Linked DNA regions of Mus musculus: all the other regions are linked to region 1. The links are chromatin contacts, called in public promoter capture Hi-C maps. All regions are on one chromosome and are shown on one strand. The core of a region is the stretch at or near the end of the contact, and the rest is flanking DNA. Distances in the headings are between cores, read along the strand shown. Region 1 holds the start of Atp8b5 (ATPase, class I, type 8B, member 5). Region 2 holds the start of Car9 (carbonic anhydrase 9). Region 3 holds the start of Tesk1 (testis specific protein kinase 1).

The links. Capture Hi-C pulls out chosen DNA fragments and counts their contacts.
Region 2: a contact with region 1 is called in a promoter capture Hi-C map of pancreatic islet. The contact joins the promoter of Car9 here to the promoter of Atp8b5 in region 1. A contact is called at or near these places in 4 of 39 promoter capture datasets (cranial neural crest, liver, neural stem cells and 1 more), 4 of 115 datasets of contacts at active chromatin or transcription factors (bone marrow-derived macrophages, craniofacial prominence, embryonic stem cells and 1 more) and 3 of 9 other capture datasets (adipose tissue, liver and pancreatic islet).
Region 3: a contact with region 1 is called in a promoter capture Hi-C map of adipose tissue. The contact joins the promoter of Tesk1 here to the promoter of Atp8b5 in region 1. A contact is called at or near these places in 3 of 39 promoter capture datasets (hippocampal neurons, macrophages and neural stem cells), 1 of 15 datasets of contacts at CTCF or cohesin (the NIH/3T3 cell line), 12 of 484 Hi-C or Micro-C datasets (the HL-1 cell line, adipose-derived mesenchymal stem cells, bone marrow-derived dendritic cells and 9 more), 12 of 115 datasets of contacts at active chromatin or transcription factors (astrocytes, craniofacial prominence, embryonic basal ganglia and 6 more) and 3 of 9 other capture datasets (adipose tissue, liver and pancreatic islet).

The regions. Positions count from the first base shown.
Region 1 is chr4:43,264,911-43,269,298 of GRCm38.p6, forward strand. It overlaps Atp8b5 (ATPase, class I, type 8B, member 5), which reads left to right and starts at 2,249. Exons shown (of 29, transcript NM_177195.3): 1 at 2,249-2,332.
Region 2 is chr4:43,504,907-43,509,294 of GRCm38.p6, forward strand. It overlaps Car9 (carbonic anhydrase 9), which reads left to right and starts at 2,120. Exons shown (of 11, transcript NM_139305.2): 1 at 2,120-2,489; 2 at 3,408-3,437; 3 at 3,697-3,867; 4 at 3,987-4,129; 5 at 4,212-4,304. The coding sequence starts at 2,150. Arhgef39 (Rho guanine nucleotide exchange factor (GEF) 39) reads right to left here and starts at 3,841. Exons shown (of 12, transcript NM_001013377.3): 1 at 3,679-3,841; 2 at 2,871-3,057.
Region 3 is chr4:43,440,033-43,444,420 of GRCm38.p6, forward strand. It overlaps Tesk1 (testis specific protein kinase 1), which reads left to right and starts at 2,245. Exons shown (of 10, transcript NM_011571.3): 1 at 2,245-3,606; 2 at 3,751-3,872; 3 at 3,999-4,047. The coding sequence starts at 3,403.

The DNA of each region.
Region 1 (4,388 bases), core at 999-3,498:
TAAAAATGTCATGTTTAATCATAGCTTTTAGACTAATAACCCCTGGTTACACACCCTATCCCAACTCCAGTTATTGGCTAATGGTGGAACCTAAGTGTCCTGAATGACTACGGAACCCACAGTCACTAGGCTGAGACAACCAGTCTCATAAACAGTCTTGTTACCTAGAACATCAGCTTCCTACATAAGATGTAGAAGAGAAGGAGCTGACATGTGCCACAGAGAAGTAGTCCACGCTTCCTCCATCTAGGATCACTGAGGTGGATCACAGCCTGGGCTGTGAACGTGCATCTGCAGAGGAGAGATGCAGGACATAGAGTAGGGCTAAGGCTGCTATGGCAGCCCAGGTTAGGCTTTGCGTCCCAGTTCTTTTCAAGGCAGATGAGCTGTGGTAGTAAAACTAGGAAGGTAGAGAAAGGAAGGTTAAAATGAGGCCTCACAGAATCAGAAAAGACTTGACACAGAAAATACAGACCTCACATCTTTCTTCCTACCGTAGCCAGCACCTGCAACAGGAAACTGGATCCATTTCCATTGCTTCCTAAACAGATCCTTTCTAGTCAGTTGCCAAGTCATTTTAAAGCTGCTTCCTCCTCCCCCTCCCCTCCTAATTGTCCCCAGGGGCTGGGTTGGGTGGCTCACACTTTAAGACCAGCAGTTGGGAGACAAGCATTTGGATCTCTGTGAATCTGAGCCAGCTTGGTCCACATAGCAGTTCCAGGCTCCAGCTAAGAAAATGGAATGTCCCTGTGAACCTACTCTCTATTTTCTAGTCCACTAGTCTAGTTAAGGGGCTTGACTGGGTTCATTTTCTCTGCCAGTTAAAGAACTACAAGGCAGAGGGAGAAAAATCTCGACCATGACAGGTAGCTGTAGAGAAATTGCAAAAGGGCAGATTCAGCAGTCAGAAGAAAGCTTTTTATTAAAAGTGAGAAAATATTCCCATTCAGCAGGGACACAGAGAAAGACCCTCCTGCAAAGCAGAAGTCCAGCTTCTTGATGGCTAGGAACTTGTAAAGTGTGAAGGGGCTTCCTCTCCTAATTTGGGGTTGGTTGGCCCATAACTGTTGTGTAAATATGTCCTGATCTGGCCTTGAGCTTGCTGAGGCACTCCATCAGCAGGGGCTCCACTGACAGGAGGAGGTAAAAAAAAATCCCACAAGACAATATTATTATTATTATTATTATTATTATTATTATTATTATTATTATTATTATTTATTTCCAGACCTTTGTCTCAGGTCAAGAGGGTGAAGAAGCAGCCAGGCATCTTGGAAGTTCACAGTCTTTATTACTTAGTCATGGCCCCTCTCATATATTTGCCTATCAGGAACTCTAACTCCTAGTTCCTCGTAGTATTTTTTATTTCCCCTCCTCTGCATCACTGATAAACCCCAGCCTTTGTTCCTGCTCCCTCTCTCTTTTTAAAAAGTACTTTAAAGTTTTATTTACATTTATGTGAGTGTTTTGCCTGCATGTATGCATGCACCACCTGGGTGCCTGGTACCCACAGAGGTCAAAAGAAGGCATCTGATCCTGGCACTGGAGTTGTGGATGGTTGTGAAACACCATATGGATGTTCTCTGCAAGAACAAGTGCTTTTAACCACTAAGCCATCTCTCTGGGTCCGTCCTCTTTCCTCTTCAGTTAAAAGCCACTTGGTCTTGCGAAGATTATATGCCCCAGTACAGGGGAATGCCAGGGCCAGGAAGGGGGTGTGGGTGGGTTGGGGAGCAGGGCAAGGGGGTGGGGTTGGTATTGGGGACTTAGGGGATATCATTTGAAATGTAAATGAAGAAAATCTAATTTAAAAAAAAAAAGCTACTCAGTGGTCACAGTGGCTTCTAAGCTAAAACTTAAACCCCTCCAGGAGTGCCCTCCACATACCCATCACACATACCCATACACACAATTCCGCAGCTGAATTTGCCCTCAGTGCCATTTTACATTCTTGTGTCCATTCTTGTTAATTTCCAGTCACCCCTTCCACACTACCTTTCAGTCTGTCACCTCTGGGAAGCCATCTGGACCCCACCAACTCTGGGCAGCACGCCCCTTTGTTATTCTCCCCTCATTAGCATGCAGTTAGCCCCTGGAAGGATCTGAGGATTTCATCTCAGGACTTGGCCATCTCAGGGATTTAGGACTCAACTACTTCAAAGCCAGACTTTCCAGCTTCAGTATCTGCAGAAAGGGGCGTGGCGGGAGACGAGCTCGCGGCAGCGCGTGGGCGGGCGGGTCCAGCTCTGGGCGGAAGCTGTGGTTCTGTGGCACAAGCGCAGAAAGGTGCGTTAAGATGGAGGTTGCTGGAGTAGGAGGCTGTGAGGCGACGGTAAGTAGGGGGCGCCCGAGGAGAAGTTACGGTTTTCTTTCTGACAGCATTGCTTGGAGACCTTATGTTACTTGAACTACCGAGTGGTTATTCATCCTCCTACTTCTTTGAGAATTATTGTAATACTCACCAAGAGAACTCTGTCAGTACTCCTCAGATATACAGGTTTCCCTGGCACTCCCTGAGATGTCTATCCAGACATTTCCAAAGAGTCTTTATCCTCCCCCAGGTTGCTCCCACAGGGCACACATTTGTCCATTTATTCCGTAAAGCAGGTTAACCCTAAGTCTCCCAGCTGTGTCATATCCCTGGTAGCTAAGGAAATTTGCTCATTTCCCCAAGACTCTTAATATTCCTGGGCATTTGCTATCATTCTTTTCCTTTTAATGCCTACTTGGCAGGAAAAATTAAACTCTCTACCACGAACTTTCTAATGTGAATAAGTAGGTGTCTATCTATCTGAGGAACTGCCAAGGTAGACATTCTTTCTTTGCTTCGAAACAGGGTCTTGATGGATAGCCCTAACTGGCTTAAAACTCACTGCATAGACCAGACTGCCCTAGAACTTGTACTGATCCTCCTGCCTCTGCCTCCCTGCTGCTACGATCACAAGTATAAATTGTACTTGGTGTCCTTGAAGGCCATCAGATCCCTTGGGACCGTAGTTAGAGACAGATAGGAGCTGCCATGTGGATGCTGGGACCCCAATGCCACTGAGAGAGCAGTCTCTCTCCAGCCAGCCCCTTGATACAGTTTTAAACAAAAGAAAAGTAGGAAAATTTTCAGGTTAGAAGGTCTGAACTAGTGGATTTTTAAAGGATAGAATTACTCCCTTTAGCATGTTTTGACTGACCCCTGCATGGTCTTTCCAGACCCAAGAGCAAAAAGACAAAGCTGAAAAAGCAACATAAAATGGCAAAGATGTATTGAAGCTGGAATCAGAAGATATAAATGTGGGTCTCAGCTCTGATACATGCTGTTCACGAGTCTGGTCTTTAGTGTAACAGTTTGCTGGATTGTTATTTGGAGTGGTAATTCCTTCCATATCTAACTCAGACGGGTGAAGTGGACTCATATACATAAAAGAACTTTGAAAATATACATTTTCTCTATGTGAATAAAGAAGTATTATGCAGGAGCCTCTATGTTCTGAAAAAGTAACTTTTTTTTGTTTTTTGGTTTTTAGACAGGGTTTCTCTGTATAGCCAACTCAGAAATCTGCCTGCCTCTGCCTCCCTAGTGCTGGGACTAAAGGGGTGTGCCACCACGCCTGGCCTGAAAAAGTAACTTTTAAGGAATTTGTTTTGCTTAGTCCCAAGTTCAAGGAAAGTATATTTGTTGAGCAATTACTGTATATGTCAGGTATTCATCTAGGTCCAGGCCCTAGCATTGGATAAGAGACAACTCATAAATTTAGGGGTGGTCATCAGCATATTAATTACTTAAGTATCTAATGCAGACTCAACAGCATATTGAAGCAGTAGGAAGAATCTAAATTTAGAGTTACCTCTGCTGCTGTATAACTATGAAAAAGACTCTTCTATGTCAACCTGAATATCAGCATCGGTGTAAGAAAGAGTTAAGGTGACCTCAGATGTTCTTTTCAGTTGAACTTACCTAACGTAATGAGTTTATAGCCTTCCAAGAATGGCCATATTGAAAAAGCTGAACAGTCTGACTGTAAGAACAAGTAAGTACTAAAGTCACGCTAGGTTCAGCACAGCAGTAGTAAACAATAGAGTTGCCCTGTTTGATATAGAATGCTCAGAGACTTCACTGAAGATTAGGAAGTATGGAGACTTTGGAGTAGAAAAAAGGGCGTGGGCCCTTGCAGGTACTGGAACCTGAATGGAACTTCAAAGGAGCAAAGCATTTGTTTCTTATTATCCTCTTTAAGAAGATTTTCACATTTTAATTATGTGTATTGGTCTGTGTTTGGGTATGTGCACTTGAGTGCTAGTGCCTACTGAAGCCAGAGCTGGAGTTACATGCTGTTGGAAACTGCCTGATGTAGGTGCTGGGAAGCAAACTGCGGTCCTCTGCAAGAGCAGCACGT
Region 2 (4,388 bases), core at 870-3,369, 240 kb after region 1:
TGAAAACATTAAATACCATGGCGGTTTACAAACATTAGAAAGGAAAGTGAAGGGCTGGGGAGATGACTCAGAGGTCGAGAGCACTGGTTGTTCTTCCAGAGGACCTGAGTTCAATTCCCAGGACCCACACATGGCAGCTCACAACCGTCTGAAACTTTGGTTCCAGGGATTCTGATACCCTCATACAAATATAATGCAGGCAAAACAGCAATGCACATGAAATAAAAATAACCAAGTTTAAACCTGGTTAGGTCCCTCAAATAAAGTTCCTTGGACCCTTCTGTATAGATACTACCTTTTATTTAGATCAGGAATCATCTAGAAGGCTCTCAAAGAGAAGATGGGATAGCAGGGTTACCTAGAGCCATGGGATGTAGCTGTATGTGTCAGGAATAAAAATAACTCAATGCATTCAATTAACCTAGACACCCACACTGGTGGATGCTCGTTGCATCATTTTAGATACCTGGATGAAACGACCTTATTCTTTTATAGTTGCTGAGGCTATGGGAATCTCCTGGGAATGGGAGCTGCAGAGCTTAAGGCTGTCTGCTATTCTGTGCTGCGTGCCTGGAGACACCAGCAGAGTCAAGGACACTGGGAGAGGCTTGGTACATGGTCACTAGATGGACAGATTGGGAGCTCCATCCGTTCTCACTCTGTCCTGATTCATAAAGAATCAGGCTGCCTGTGAAATCCACACTCATAGTTGTCTTCCACATGGCCTGATGTAAGAACTGGTCTCTGTCACGCTCTTCAAAAGACTTTATTTTACATCTATTTGGTGTATGTGTGTGTGTGTGCACATGCATGTGCCATGGCACACACAGGGGGCAGAGGGCAACTTGTAGTAGATGGTTCTCTCTTTCCACCATGTCGATTTTGGGGTTCCACCTCAGATCATCAGATTCGGTGGCAAGTGTCTTTACCCACTAAGCCATCTGACCAGTCTCTATTCAAAATGGTCCATGTCTCTTCTTTGTCCAGAATTCCAATCTCTTTACTGTGATTATTAACCAACCCCTCCCCGTGGGGCTTCTACCTCTGCTTCAAAGATGGGAACAGATTTTACCCACATCCATAGTTCCTTGAGGCAGAATTATGACATCTGTCCTCACTCGCTGGAGCGAGAGCTTCTCAGATAGGAGCCTTCGTTTTCATTTCCGCATCCCTAGTCCACAGCCCAGTGCCTAACATACCGTAGGTATTAAACAAATACGGCGTGCAAACATGAATGGCATTCTGGGCAACAAGACGGAGATTCACAAAGGCAGTGCAGAGTTTGGAGAGACGAATGAATAGTTTAGCTCTGGGAGCAAAGCTCAAGTGAAAGAGTGCTTGCATGGCACCCATGGCCCCCTGGAGTCAGTCTCCAGCACTGAAAAAGAAACAAACAAACAAAGCAAAAAAGTGCATGCGCGCAGGAGCACACACACACAAATTATCTGACCAGAACATTAGGTGGAAGAGCAAGAGACAAGACTGGTTTCTTGGGTGAGGTTTTGAAGACCTGGAAGTCGGGAAATAAAATGATCAGACTTTGGCAGGCAGTGGGGGGGGGGGGGTAACCATTAGAGTCTCATATGTAGATTCAAATAATCATGCTCAAATTTGCCTTCTACTTAGCTGTGAGCCCCTCCACCTATTCACCCCTAGGCTCCTCCAGGGTCTTAACCTGCCCCCTTACCCAAGACCTGACTGGGCCAGGATACATGCATGGATTTCTTGCCTCCTCAGCCCAACTCCACGGGGGCCCAGCTTCCTTCTTTCCCCTGCCCTGCCAGGGCCGGGAAGCAGGCCAGGCCTAGCAGAGGCCAGGAGCTGGGTGGTGCCAGGGAGAACCTATACAGTGCCAGGTGGTGCCTTGGGTTCCAAGCTGAGCTGGTGATCCTGATAACCTTCTTTCTGCCTATGAACACACCTGCCCCTCACCCCAACCCTACCCATTACCGCACCAATGTCCAGGCTTTGATATCGGGGAGGGGGCATAGGGCCAGACAGAACCTGTGGGACTTTGGCTCCATCTCTACAAAAGGGCACTGTGAGTCAGCCTGCTCCCCTCAAGGCTTGCTCCTCCCCTACCCAGCTCCTATTTCCGATGCACGTACAGCCCGTCCACAGTGTGTCCTGGGACACCCCAGTCAGCTGCATGGCCTCCCTGGGCCCCAGCCCCTGGGCCCCTTTGTCGACCCCAGCCCCTACTGCACAGCTGCTGCTGTTCCTGCTGCTCCAAGTGTCTGCTCAGCCCCAGGGCCTGTCCGGGATGCAGGGGGAGCCCTCCTTGGGAGACAGTTCATCTGGGGAGGATGAGCTGGGCGTGGATGTTCTGCCCAGTGAAGAGGATGCACCTGAAGAGGCGGATCCACCCGATGGGGAGGATCCACCTGAAGTTAATTCTGAAGACAGGATGGAGGAGTCCCTTGGGTTAGAGGATCTATCGACTCCCGAGGCTCCTGAGCACAGTCAAGGTTCCCACGGGGATGAAAAAGGTAAGTGGTCATTAACTTCCAAATCTAGGCTCAGGTAAGTTTATGCCTTGTCCTCCCCCACTCCCCTCTCTTCCCCGAAATGCTAGCTGAGAGCATTCGGCAATTATACTCTAATAGGTAGTCTTTCCCCCCTAAAAGGAGAGAAGAAAAAAAAAGCCGAGAATAGGGGGAAATTAAAGAGGAAATAGAACTGGGAATGGACAGAGGGGGAAAATAAGTGTGTGTGTGTGTGTGTGTGTGTGTGTGTGTGAAGAGAGGGAGGTAGAGAGAATGAGAGACAGACAGACAGAGACAGACACAGAGAGACAGAGACAGAGAGATGAAAAGGGAAGAGAAGGGGGCTCCTGGAAGACACACAAGGAGCTCACAGCCGTTACTCACCTATGATTTGCGGTGTGGGAAAAGACAGGTGGAGGAACTTTGGTTTGCTCTGGGGGCGGAGGATGAGATAAGGTCTTATTGTGTAGATCGGATTGGCCTTGAACTAGTTCTGCCCTTTACCTTCTTCTTCCTCCGAGTTCTGGGATTTCAGGTGTGTGCGCCACCGTGCTTGGCTCTAAGCCAGGAACTTTAGACAGGAAAGAGAGATGAGTGGGAAGGTGGGTGAGTAAGGGAAAAAGAACGATGATTTGGATCTCAAACTGAAGCCGTGCCTACAGACCCTAGTTTGCAAACTATCGGTAGGGCTACTGATGGCTCCTGCAGTGATGGTGGCGGTGGCGGAGTCCCAGCTGGTGGTAGTCCACTGTGCTTCACACCAGCCTTGCTACATTCCTTTCTATTACGTGCAACACTCTTGTAAGACATCCGGGGCTGTGAGGCCCCCTGCCAGAGCGGGAGGGAATATTTTTTTATTCTGGGCACTGGGAAGGGACTGGGCTGTAAGAGTGGGCTTATTAATTCTTCTCATTTATGCAGGGGGTGGCCACAGTCATTGGAGCTATGGAGGTAAGACACGGCCGGCTACACAGACCCAATCTGGGAGCCCAGCCCTGGTGATCTGCCGCACCAACATTCCCAGTAGTAGCCCTAGACTGGACCCAGGTCCTACTCTATGGCCCCCCTCCCGCGCCCCGCACTCCCCCACGCCAGTCCCTGGAGCGCCCCCCCTTCCTCCCACCCCAAGCGTCCTGACTCCACCCCTCACTTATCCTAACGGTTCTTGTCCAAATCGCTAGACTTCTTGCACCTTTTCCTCTCATCCCAGGCACCCTACTCTGGCCCCAGGTGTCCCCAGCCTGTGCTGGCCGCTTTCAGTCCCCGGTAGACATCCGCCTGGAGCGCACCGCATTCTGCCGCACTCTGCAACCCCTGGAACTTCTGGGTTATGAGCTCCAGCCTCTCCCGGAACTGAGCCTATCCAACAATGGCCACACGGGTGAGGTGTCTGGGGCGGGACCTATGGAGGGGAGTGGCAATCAAGCTGTGCACTTAGGAGTTCTGCTGGTGCTCACGCTCACGTGTGGGTAGACTTCTCACTTGCCACTCCCCACGCAGTACAGCTGACTCTGCCGCCGGGGCTGAAGATGGCTCTGGGACCTGGGCAGGAATACCGGGCCTTGCAGTTGCATCTACACTGGGGAACTTCAGATCACCCAGGCTCAGAACACACAGTCAATGGTCACCGTTTCCCTGCTGAGGTGGGGACTGGGCTGTCCCAAGAAGAAGCAAGAGGGTATGATCAGAGGTCTGGCCACTATCTGATCCTTCCATCCTCTCTAGATCCACGTGGTGCACCTCAGTACTGCTTTCTCCGAACTTCATGAAGCCTTGGGCCGCCCAGGAGGCCTGGCAGTTTTGGCTGCCTTTCTGCAGGTACCCTATTTGACATTCACGTCCTGTGGGTTCATGCATCTGGCTAGCAGAGACACCATTCCAAGCACAAGCGCAAGCTGGTCA
Region 3 (4,388 bases), core at 995-3,494, 180 kb after region 1:
AAAGAAAAATGTGAACTTGATATTAAGAAATTATTGCTTGGTTTGGCTTGATTTAAAAAAAAAGTTCTTGCTCTGTAGCCCAGCCTGGCCTCAAACTCATGATCCTCCTGCCTCAGCCTCCTGAGCACTGAGATCACAGGTCTTCATCTGACTTTTATTAGTTTTTACATTTGTATTGTTTATTATTGTGTGTGTGTGTGTGTGTGTGTGTGTGTGTGTGTGAGCGGACACACACATCAGGACACGTATGTGGAGGTCAGAGGTAAGTCTGTGGAGTTGAGATGTGAGCGGACACACACGTCAGGACACGTATGTGGAGGTCAGAGGTAAGTCTGTGGAGTTGAGATGTGAGCGGACACACACGTCAGGACACGTATGTGGAGGTCAGAGGTAAGTCTGTGGAGTTGAGATGTGAGCAGACACACACGTCAGGACATGTATGTGGAGGTCAGAGGTAAGTCTGTGGAGTTGCTGCTCTCCTTCCCCCTTTGCCTGCATCTCAGGCTTCAAGCTCAAGTCGTCAAGTCTTTTATGAGTTTTTAAAGGCACAACAATGTTGTGGTAGATATTATGTGGGGGTTTCTACTCCACCTTAGATCATTTGCCTCCCAACTAAAAGACACAAACCTTTATAATAAACCTTAACAGCACTAGAGTTGGGCAGATGTCAACCCTCTGGGCTATTTTTGTCTGCTTTCTTGTCAATAACCCCAAGACATCACTTGCCACACACATTCCACCTAGGCCACTCCCACTCCAACAGGCCAGCCCTGGTGGCCAGGTGCTCACAATCCACACCACCCCATGGCGACTTCTCCACCCTCCCTTCCTTCTCTCCTCTCTTCTGTGCCTGAACACAAGCCCGGGAACCTTCAGCCCCACCTACCTCTTCTGCCCAGCTATAGGCTGTAGGCATCTTTACTAACCAATCATGAATATACAACAAGAGCTGGTATAGTTGAGGACCTGCTTGTCTTGGAGCAGCCAGGTCATGGGATACAGTTTTTAGCATTTGAATACAGAGCCACAACAGACCAACCCACTACACAACAATGACACCACGATTTAATGAAGATTCCTTTTTCTAATCAGTGGTAAAATAATGCCATAGCTATGCAGCAAATAACTGGGTGCAGGGACAGACATGTGGACAAAACACGTGGCCATGAGTTACTCCCAGGATAGTCACAGGCCCAGAGGGTATCTGAAAGCAGGTATATTTACTAGAGAAAGAAGGGAGTGTGCACATGCGTGCTCCCTGAGTGACAGTATATCGTCCCTGTGACCATCATTATTGCTGGCTGATGATAATCTACCTCCTACACTCAACAGCTTTTCCACCTGAACTTTTAAAAACTGGTGATACCAGTTTTAAACCTTGATAGAAACCTAACGATGAACCTGGCTGCTGCACTCCCCCAACACACACACACACACACACACACACACACACACACACACACACACACAGAGCTTCTCAGGCACATCAACATTCCCTCCTTTTTACTAGTGTATCCTAGCTCAGTCTTGCATCCCCAGCAGAGGGAACCACCACACGGCCTTCTTCCTAAACACTCCCTCTCACCATAACCACCACAGCGCCCTTCCTAAACACACACACACAATTCAGCATGAAACTACTGTCACAGACATTGATCCTCAAAATGACTAATGGGACAGAATCCAGTGTCAGTTAAGCTTACTACAGTGAGGGTATCCTACAGGTACAAATTCCGAGTGTCTTCAGACCTTGCACAAACTATGGAAAATAAAATCCTGCCAGGAGGGGTAGCATATGTTTGTAATCCCAGCACAAAGTGGTATGGTGTGGTATGAATCCAAAGCCAGCATGGGCTACAGGGCAAGACCGTTTCAATCTCTACACAAAAGATTACAAATAGGTTCTCAGAATTAACTCTAATTTAATGCGATGAGTATGTTTTGCTGTTACCAGTGGGGGAAAAGAACACGCATTGGCCTACTCTCCTTTTCTAGAACAACTGTGCATGACTGTTCTCTCTCCAAACCTGAACGATTCCCTTATACGGTGCACTCTCAAGACGGCCTTGCACATTCAGCCTGCCCTCACTCCATTCCGCCGCGAGGTGGCAGGACGCTCACGGATGCCAGGAGACCTCTGCCGGGATCCAGTGACGTCACGCAACCCTAGCGACGATTGGCTACCTTCCCGATGACCTTGAGGGGAGGAGTCCGTGGCAGAGCCGGAAACATCGGCAACAGCGAAAGCCACGTCCCGAGACCGGGCGTGCGCACTCCGAGGATCCCAACCGCTGTAGAGGCCTCTGCACCTCCTCCTCTGGACTGAGGGGGCACACTGGCGTCTACCGACGTGGGGCGCAACCTGCCGAAAGGGGTCACACCGCTGGGCGCTAGCGAGGGGAGGAGTCACCTTGAGAGGAGGGGTCACAATGACTAGCCGAGTCACTCTGCCAGGTCTCTTTTAGTGAGAGGAACACAAAGAGGAGGGGGTGCAGCACTGAGGGGCTCGGGGAACACACGGATGTAGCAGTGTCATCCGTAGGAAAGGTCCCCCGAAGGAGAGCGGGCTCCGAGGGGCAGCGGCCTTTGAGGGGGCGGGATCCTGCCGAGGGCGGGGCCTCCTTGCAGGTGCAGGCGTCTCCGAAGAGAGGGTTATTAGGACAAAGAAGTAAGAGGGTGGTCACCGGATCGAGCGTCGGAATCTCAACTTTACTTAGGGGGATGGAGATGGAGTGAGAAGGAGTCGAGCAGGTCAGGGATGCGAAGGCCAGAGGCTCCCTACAGCCCTGGATACTGCGATCGGAGAAGACAGGTGTTAGCGAGCCCCGAGATTTAGAGTGTCGGGGTCAGAAACCCCCCTGAAATGGACAGTCGGAGTCGGACGCAGACCGGGCAGGCAGCGTGGTCGATCCGTGGAGCCCAGGGCGCAGGAGAATTAGCGCCAGCAGTCAACCCTCAAGTCGTCCTGTGATTCACGCCCCGGCCTACGCGCGGGGGACGCACCTGAGGGGGCGTGGCCGGGCCGCAGCCCGGGCTCCAAGGAGTTAACCGCAGACCGGGCCGGGCCCCGCCCCGGGCAGGCCGCACAGCCTGAGCCCGGCGGCGAAGCGGAGCAGCAGCCGCCCGCGGGGAGCCCGCCGCCGGCGCCCGGGAGCGCCGCCGCCGCCCGGCCCAGGCCCAGGCCCAGGCCCCGCGCAGAGCGGAGAGCCGCGGCGTTCCACCGGGCCCAACTCGCCGGCGCGGCGGGGGCGGGCCCAGGACCTTCGGCAGGTCCTCCAGGAGTCCACCGGGCGGGAGTCCCGGCCCCCGGGATCGGGTTGGGCCGGCGCCCATGGCGAGCGCGGCCTGCCCGGGTCCCGGGGATCCGGCCATGTGAAGCAGGCCGGGGCTGGGGGCCCGGCCATGGCCGGGGAACGGCCGCCGCTGCGGGGCCCCGGGCCCGGAGAGGCTCCGGGGGAGGGGCCGGGGGGCGCAGGCGGAGGCCCGGGCCGGGGCCGGCCCTCCTCCTACCGGGCCCTCCGCAGCGCCGTGTCCAGCCTTGCGCGTGTGGACGATTTCGACTGCGCAGAGAAGATCGGGGCCGGTTTCTTCTCTGAGGTCTACAAGGTAGGACCCGCAGAGAGGACAGAGGGGCGGGACCGAGCCTTGGACGGGAGGCTAGAACTTAGAGGCCCCGCAGCCTGGGTTAGAGATCCTTGAGCTAGCAGCCACCCAACCTGTCGGGCACACACGGAGCCTTGCCTCCCCCAGGTTCGGCACCGACAGTCGGGACAAGTCATGGTGCTGAAGATGAACAAGCTCCCCAGTAACCGGAGCAACACGCTAAGGGAGGTGCAGCTGATGAACCGGCTCCGGCACCCTAACATCCTCAGGTGAACGGCCTAGCCTCTTGCTGGACAGCTTGCTGGGCAGGAGGAAAAGTCCCTTGGGAAAGGAGGGAGATGCAGTGGAGCCCGGGCTCTTACAGCGTATCCTTTATCCTCCCCATCACCTTTCAGGTTCATGGGGGTCTGTGTGCACCAAGGGCAGCTGCACGCGCTTACAGAGGTAAGCATTAAGCATAGGCCAGGAAAGAGGGAAGGCACCACACCCCCAAGTGAGAGTGTCAGTGATCTTGGTGGGTCTGCTGGGAAATTAAAAAGAAGCCACCTGCCTGCCCAGGACCTCAGGACCTCCTCCAACTAAAGGCTTCCTGAACTTCCCTGTGTGCAAACCACTTATTAGAATACTCAGCTGGAGTTAGTGATGGAGATATTTTGTATCTGGGTCCAATACAGGAGCCACTAGCTACACGTGGAATAGACTAAAACAAGAGCTGGTGTAACAAAAGAATGTCTGATTATATTTAAATGTATTGGATAACATAGCTGTACATAGTCCTACTGTGA